2 separate regions of the Mus musculus genome follow, and region 1 is linked to region 2. Evidence: chromatin contacts called from public HiChIP or PLAC-seq data. All regions are on one chromosome and are shown on one strand. The core of a region is the stretch at or near the end of the contact, and the rest is flanking DNA. Distances in the headings are between cores, read along the strand shown. Region 1 holds the start of Ap3s2 (adaptor-related protein complex 3, sigma 2 subunit). Region 2 overlaps Wdr93 (WD repeat domain 93).

Region 1 (2,777 bases), core at 63-2,562, 160 kb before region 2:
TCTTCAAAGTGTTAATCAGTTATCTCAATAGCACTTGTGGAATTCCTTCCTACAGCCAAACTATGATAGCCCCTACATCATATATTAAAATTATTTCATGCCAAGGGCTTGGAAAGACTACATCTCTTCCAAACGACTGGAGTTGCTCCCAGCATTCACTTCAGCTGCTTATAAACTCCAGCTCTAAGGTGGCCTCTTCTAGTCTCTGAGGGCACCTGAAGCAACATTTGGACATATACACATACAACATAATTAAAATTAAATCTTTAAAATTGTTTACCACAGACTATTGTGTTATAGTTCAATAATACTTCACCTTTTAATTATGATTTGAGGCTTGTGAGGTAAAGGCACTGCCAAGTCTGATGGCTTACATTAGATCTTTTACACAGCAAGAGAGAACTGACTCCCCAAATTGTCCTCTGATTTCCACACATGCACCGTTGCAGGCGCGTGGGTCCTCTCCAAAAAAATCCATATAAATGTAACTTTAAAACATACTTCAAATTATCCTGCTTGGTTTGATTGGTGGGCAAAGCTGGTTCCTTCTTGCTACTCTGTTTTAGAATTGTCTTTGACATTTCCGTCCAACATTTGAATCATTTTGTCCCACTTCAATGCAATAGTCATTTGAATTTTTATTTACTAAAATCCCAGGGATGTATGTGGTGGTGCAGGCTTTTAATCCCAGCATTTAGGGTCACAGAGGCAGGCGAATCTCTGAGTTCAAAGCCAGGCAGGGCGACACAGTGAGACTCCGTTTCAAAGAAAGATAACATATAAACAAACAAACGAATAACTAAATGAATAAATAAATGAGAAAAGGTGTTACCAGTTTGAGACCAACCGTTCCGTTTATGTGGGATTGGATGAGAGATCCCGTATGATGTCAACTTTCACCATCTAAAGGAGAGAATGACCGTTTGACTGGCAGACTTTTGCCTAATTCACTGCAACATAAAAGCCTAGCTTTTGCTAGTCCAAGGTTAGAAGAAGAAACACAAACACCTACTGGTCCCTCAAACTGGCGCGGCTGCTGGCAGGAATTGCCAGTCTCGATGCTTGCTGCCGACACGGTTGGCTCCAGGATGGAACCAGAATGAGGGGCTCAGTCCCAGCCAGGCTTGGATTCGTTCCCAGGCTGGCCAAGGCGACCGTGCTCCTGGGCTTCTACAGCCGTGCTCCCCAGGAAAGCGCGCCGACCTCTCAGGGTGCCAGAGCGGCAGGACACTTTAGTGCTCGGTGCCCAGGGGTACCGAGACTAAGTTTCCGGGAGCAGCTTTCAGCGGGACACCAACAGGAAGTGTTCGTGTTGTGCCGGAAGAAGGTGCGTTCTTGGAGCAGGTGGTACCGAGAGAAGCGGGACCGGCAAAGATGATTCAGGCGATTCTGGTTTTCAACAACCATGGAAAACCGCGGCTGGTCCGCTTCTACCAGCGTTTTGTGAGTGCAGCCCCACCAACCATGCCCCTGCGGAGCACCAGAGCCATCCCTTCCCCACGGCCCGCAGCCGCGCTCAGCAGCATCTCCTGCTCTGGCACCGTGCATGACCCACCCCCCTGCTCCTCCCTCATCCTTCCTGGATCTTGGCTTTTCTGTGTTTTGTGACACTTTCCCTTGGGTCTTAGGGACAGACTCAGTACACAGTGTGCCGCATTGAGATATTGGGTGACAGCCTCTGTCTTTAGTTTTTTGTTTCTGTATTTGTTTTGTTTTTTAAATTGATGAGCGTAGTTTTGTGATGATCTGGTCGTTGGGTTCTTTTACGTTTATTTTTTCTCAAGGGCATGGAGAGAAGTTCTTTCGTGGAATCACTTGCTTCAGCATTGGCTGGCACTTATCAGGGTTGGGATACTTTTTATCCTGTAAGGTTGCAGAAAGTCTCTTTTAAAATTAGGGGGAAATGAGCTATTTTTACAAGATGCCAGTTGTAGTGGTGCACACCTCAAAGCTCAGAACTCGGGAGATGGAGGCGAGAGGATCAGGACTTCAAAGTTATCCTCAGATACACAGCTAGTTCTAAGCCAGCTTGAGCTACACCAGACCGCATCTTAAGAAATCATATAATTAAACAAATAAACAAATGCCATCATGGAATGCCTCAGCAATGTTCGTGCACATTTGAATTTTCTGGAAACATTTCCTTTGGGGAAACGCAGATGCCGTTCTTTGCCTTCTGTACCCCAATATTTTATTCGTGGTTAGGTTTCAAAATATCCTCCTGAGAGACTGGTTCTGTCTGAGAGGGAATAAAATCAGAAGACTTTCAGGCTTCAGCCCCACCTTTTGTACACGTTAAGAAATGTCTTGCCGGGCGGTTCTGGCACACACCTTTAATCCCAGCACTTGGGAGGCAGAGGCAGGTGGATTTCTGAGTTCGAGGCTAGCCTGGTCTACACAGTGAGTTCCAGGACAGCCAGGGCTTTAGAGAGAAACCTTGTTTTGAAAAACAAACAAACAAACAGAAATGTCTCTGGGTCTTTTATTCCTTTTTTCATCATAAATGAAAAGTATTTGCTTTTTAAAATAGGATTTTCCAACTACGTTTTTAAATAGAACACTGAATACAACTTCAATTTTTTGTTGTTTATGTTTTTCAAGACAGGGTTTACAACTTCAATTTGCACGTGCATTTGTTTCTCCTAGTTTCTAAGTTTTTCACTGAGCTAAAAATCACTATACAGCTACTTAATGTATGCAGTTTAGTGGCATCTGTCACAATTTGAGAACATTTTTATCTCTATTAAAGAAACTTACTGTTAATAATCAACTACCCT
Region 2 (2,946 bases), core at 68-2,567:
AGGTTTTAAATGGAGTGCTCAATTAATAATAGTTGATTTCCCTGGGCAGTGGTGGCACACGCCTTTAATCCCAGCACTTGGGAGGCAGAGGCAGGTAGATTTCTGAGTTTGAGGCCAGCCTGGTCTACAGAGTGAGTTTCAGGACAGCCAGGGCTACACAGAGAAACCCTGTCTTGAACACCCCCCCCCCAAAAAAATAGTTGATTTCTAAAAAGAAAACTAATACATGCATATTTATATTATATTCTTAAGTAAAATAAGCTTTAATCTTTACTGAGAAATTATATCTCAAGCCAACTGAAATAGTTAAGTTGCTACCTACTAAGAAAAACAAAAGTGGCTGGAGAGATGGCTCAGTGGTTAAGAGCACTGCTGCTCTTCCAGAGGTCCTGAGTTTAATTCCCAGCAACCACATGGTGGCTTACAGCCATCTGTAATGGGATCCAATGTTATCTTCTTGTGTGTCTGAAGACAGCTACAGTGCATTCATAAACAAACAAACAAACAAATCTTAAAAAAGAAAAACAAAGGCCACACTCTGGTAAACATAATAGAACCTGAAACATTCAAGGATTGCTTCCAACCAGGAGTAGGAAAAGGTACCTGTGAGACAGGACACAGGATAAAAGACACTCCCCTCCCACAAGAAAGGTCTGGGTGCAGTCTCAGGAACAGAAGTCCAAGTCAAGAGAGACACGGAACCTCTGTTGCTCAAGACATCTCTCCTTACTAATATTTTATCTAAAGTAATCCAGTTTTGGAAGCTGTCCACTGTTCCTGTTGCCATTTGTCAAACCTCCAGTGGCCTTGATAGTTCCATGGAGAATTTAGGCTAGATTTCAGCTAAGTGTAGAGAGAAATATATTGATTAAAAAGGCTGTTCCTACCAGTTGCAGCTGTTTGGCTTTTTTCTTTTGATTTAGAGTCGATTGGGGGTGCTCCATTTCCTTTAGCCAAATCTCCTTGGGCAACTTATACACTTCCAGCCAGACATCCCCGGCTCCTGCATTGGGAAACCAAACAAACAAGCGTTGGGCAATGGAGTGGTGTGGCAAGTTTCAGCTGGAGACTATCTGTCTCCTCACAAGTGCTGGCCTGAAGTCCCAGACCCTCTGCAGTCAGTGCCTGTGGAAGGGGCTTGTGTAAACTGAGCGATGTTTGCATGGAGAATTGAGCTCTCAAGCCACTGCTATCTAATGTAGGCAGGGGCTTCGACAACACTGGCACAACTCGGTTTTTAATCAAACTGCCATTTTTGCCAAGTCCCATGTTTTCGGTGTCGCAAATAGTTCTACTGACATTCTGCCCTAGAGTTGACATTGCCACTTAGGGGACACGTAAGCATAGTAAGAGAGGCTTAGAGCAAAGGGAGAGTTCTAATGGGACAGACCCCAAAGAATTCTCTGACCAACATAAGATTTATGGGGAGGCTAAAGAACCTCCTCTCATCACAAGATCAGGCTGAGCTCCTGTTCTGAATATAGACCCATCTGGGAAAGGTTGCTCTCTCATGGAACAGGATCCTGCCTCAATGTCCCATTAAACACATAACCATCTGGATACCTTAATTTCACACATCTTGCTCCACAACCACAAGGGAGTAAAAGCCATCATTTTAAGCTATCCACTCTGTGGTTCCTTGATATGACAGCAGAGGCCATGAATACATGAGCATTTTGCCTACACATATGTTTGCACATTATATATGTCCTTGGTACCTGCAGGGGCCTCGGAACTAGAGGTACATACGGTTGTTCCTTCCATACTGATGCTGGGAATCACACCTGGATCCTCTGGAAGAGTGCTTTTAACTGCTGAGCCATCTCTCCAGCCCCTAACATGTCCTTTGATACAAAAAGCACTACAAAATCTCTATCTTCTGCAAACACTTAGCATTTGGGGGTCCTTTGGGGTAAGAAGTATAGATCCAGGCTTATATAAACTATTTATATGTCTAAATGTGTAAAAGCTGAAAAATCAAACTACTAAACATTTGAATAAAGTGTGCTCTGTTGACATAGGCGTAACTGCAGCTGGCCAGATGAGGAAACAGGTGCTAAGACTGGCACATAAAACTTTAAGGAGGAGCCGGGCGTGGTGGCGCATGCCTTTAATCCCAGCACTTGGGAGGCAGAGGCAGGCGGATTTCTGAGTTCCAGGCCAGCCTGGTCTACAAAGTGAGTTCCAGGACAGCCAGGGATATACAGAGAAACCCTGTCTCGAAAAACCAAAACCAAAACAAACAAAAAACAAAAAACAAAATAAACAAAACACCCAAAACTTTAAGGAGAACTAAGATACTGTATCTTGTCAAAGTAGCCCCCCCCCCCCAAACATCTAACTACAGTAGTAGTTTTAACACATGTATAAATAGTCTTTGATTCTCCTGCTTCTGGGAGACACCTAAATTGCCTCCCTTGTTGTCTGGACTTGGTGGCTTGCTCCTTACAGAGGATTAAATGGGAAAAACCAAGTTAGGCATCATAATGTAGACGTGGAGTGACAACTACTCTGGAGGCTGAGGTAGGAGGATTACTTGAGCACAGGATTTTTGGAGCCAGACTGGAGGAAGCTGTGATCTAAGCTAAATCCAGCAAAAATGAGTCAACCTGGGACCCTACAGTTCTTGAGACAGAGCCTGCTCCTGTGCTAGCTTCCCCCTAAATCCTCCGCCTTGGGGGAACCATGATTAAGAAAGCAAACAAACTGCAGTGAAAGACATTCCACAGGCTATCTGGTTAGTTCTCCTGGGGAAAAAAGTCAAGGTAATGGAAACTTATGACCAGGAAATTGTCACAGGAGTACATTAGAGTGATGTGTGACTCAGTGTGATACTGTATCCTGGCCTAAAAAGGAGGGCAAAAAATAGCAAGAAAAAGAAGTGATGGGAAATCTGGCCAGCAGGGGCAGTGTCACTATTCCTGTTTTTGCCTCTCTTCTGTTTGT

Evidence for each region. HiChIP or PLAC-seq counts read pairs in DNA pulled down with a chosen protein or histone mark.
Region 1: an H3K4me3 HiChIP or PLAC-seq map of the SCID.adh cell line shows a contact between it and region 2, with 9 read pairs. The contact joins the promoter of Ap3s2 here to the enhancer-like site in region 2. A contact is called at or near these places in 3 of 39 promoter capture datasets (all in embryonic stem cells), 1 of 484 Hi-C or Micro-C datasets (bone marrow-derived macrophages), 13 of 115 datasets of contacts at active chromatin or transcription factors (the SCID.adh cell line, bone marrow-derived macrophages, cardiomyocytes and 5 more) and 4 of 9 other capture datasets (adipose tissue, embryonic stem cells, liver and 1 more).

Annotation. Positions count from the first base shown.
Region 1 is chr7:79,919,175-79,921,951 of GRCm38.p6, reverse strand. Ap3s2 (adaptor-related protein complex 3, sigma 2 subunit) reads left to right here and starts at 1,312. Exons shown (of 6, transcript NM_009682.3): 1 at 1,312-1,443. The coding sequence starts at 1,375. It overlaps 5430400D12Rik (a long non-coding RNA gene), which reads right to left and starts at 1,303. Exons shown (of 2, transcript XR_003946805.1): 1 at 1,013-1,303; 2 at 1-903.
Region 2 is chr7:79,756,467-79,759,412 of GRCm38.p6, reverse strand. Wdr93 (WD repeat domain 93) reads right to left here. Exons shown (of 18, transcript NM_001381990.1): 6 at 888-1,003. Among named protein-coding and RNA genes, the nearest start is that of Wdr93, 15 kb to the right of the region's middle. Within about 2 kb of position 1,317, at least 18 of the 459 cell types and tissues checked have an H3K27ac peak or open chromatin away from gene starts, as enhancers often do. A contact at or near this core is called in the SCID.adh cell line, adipose tissue and liver, where this site is marked.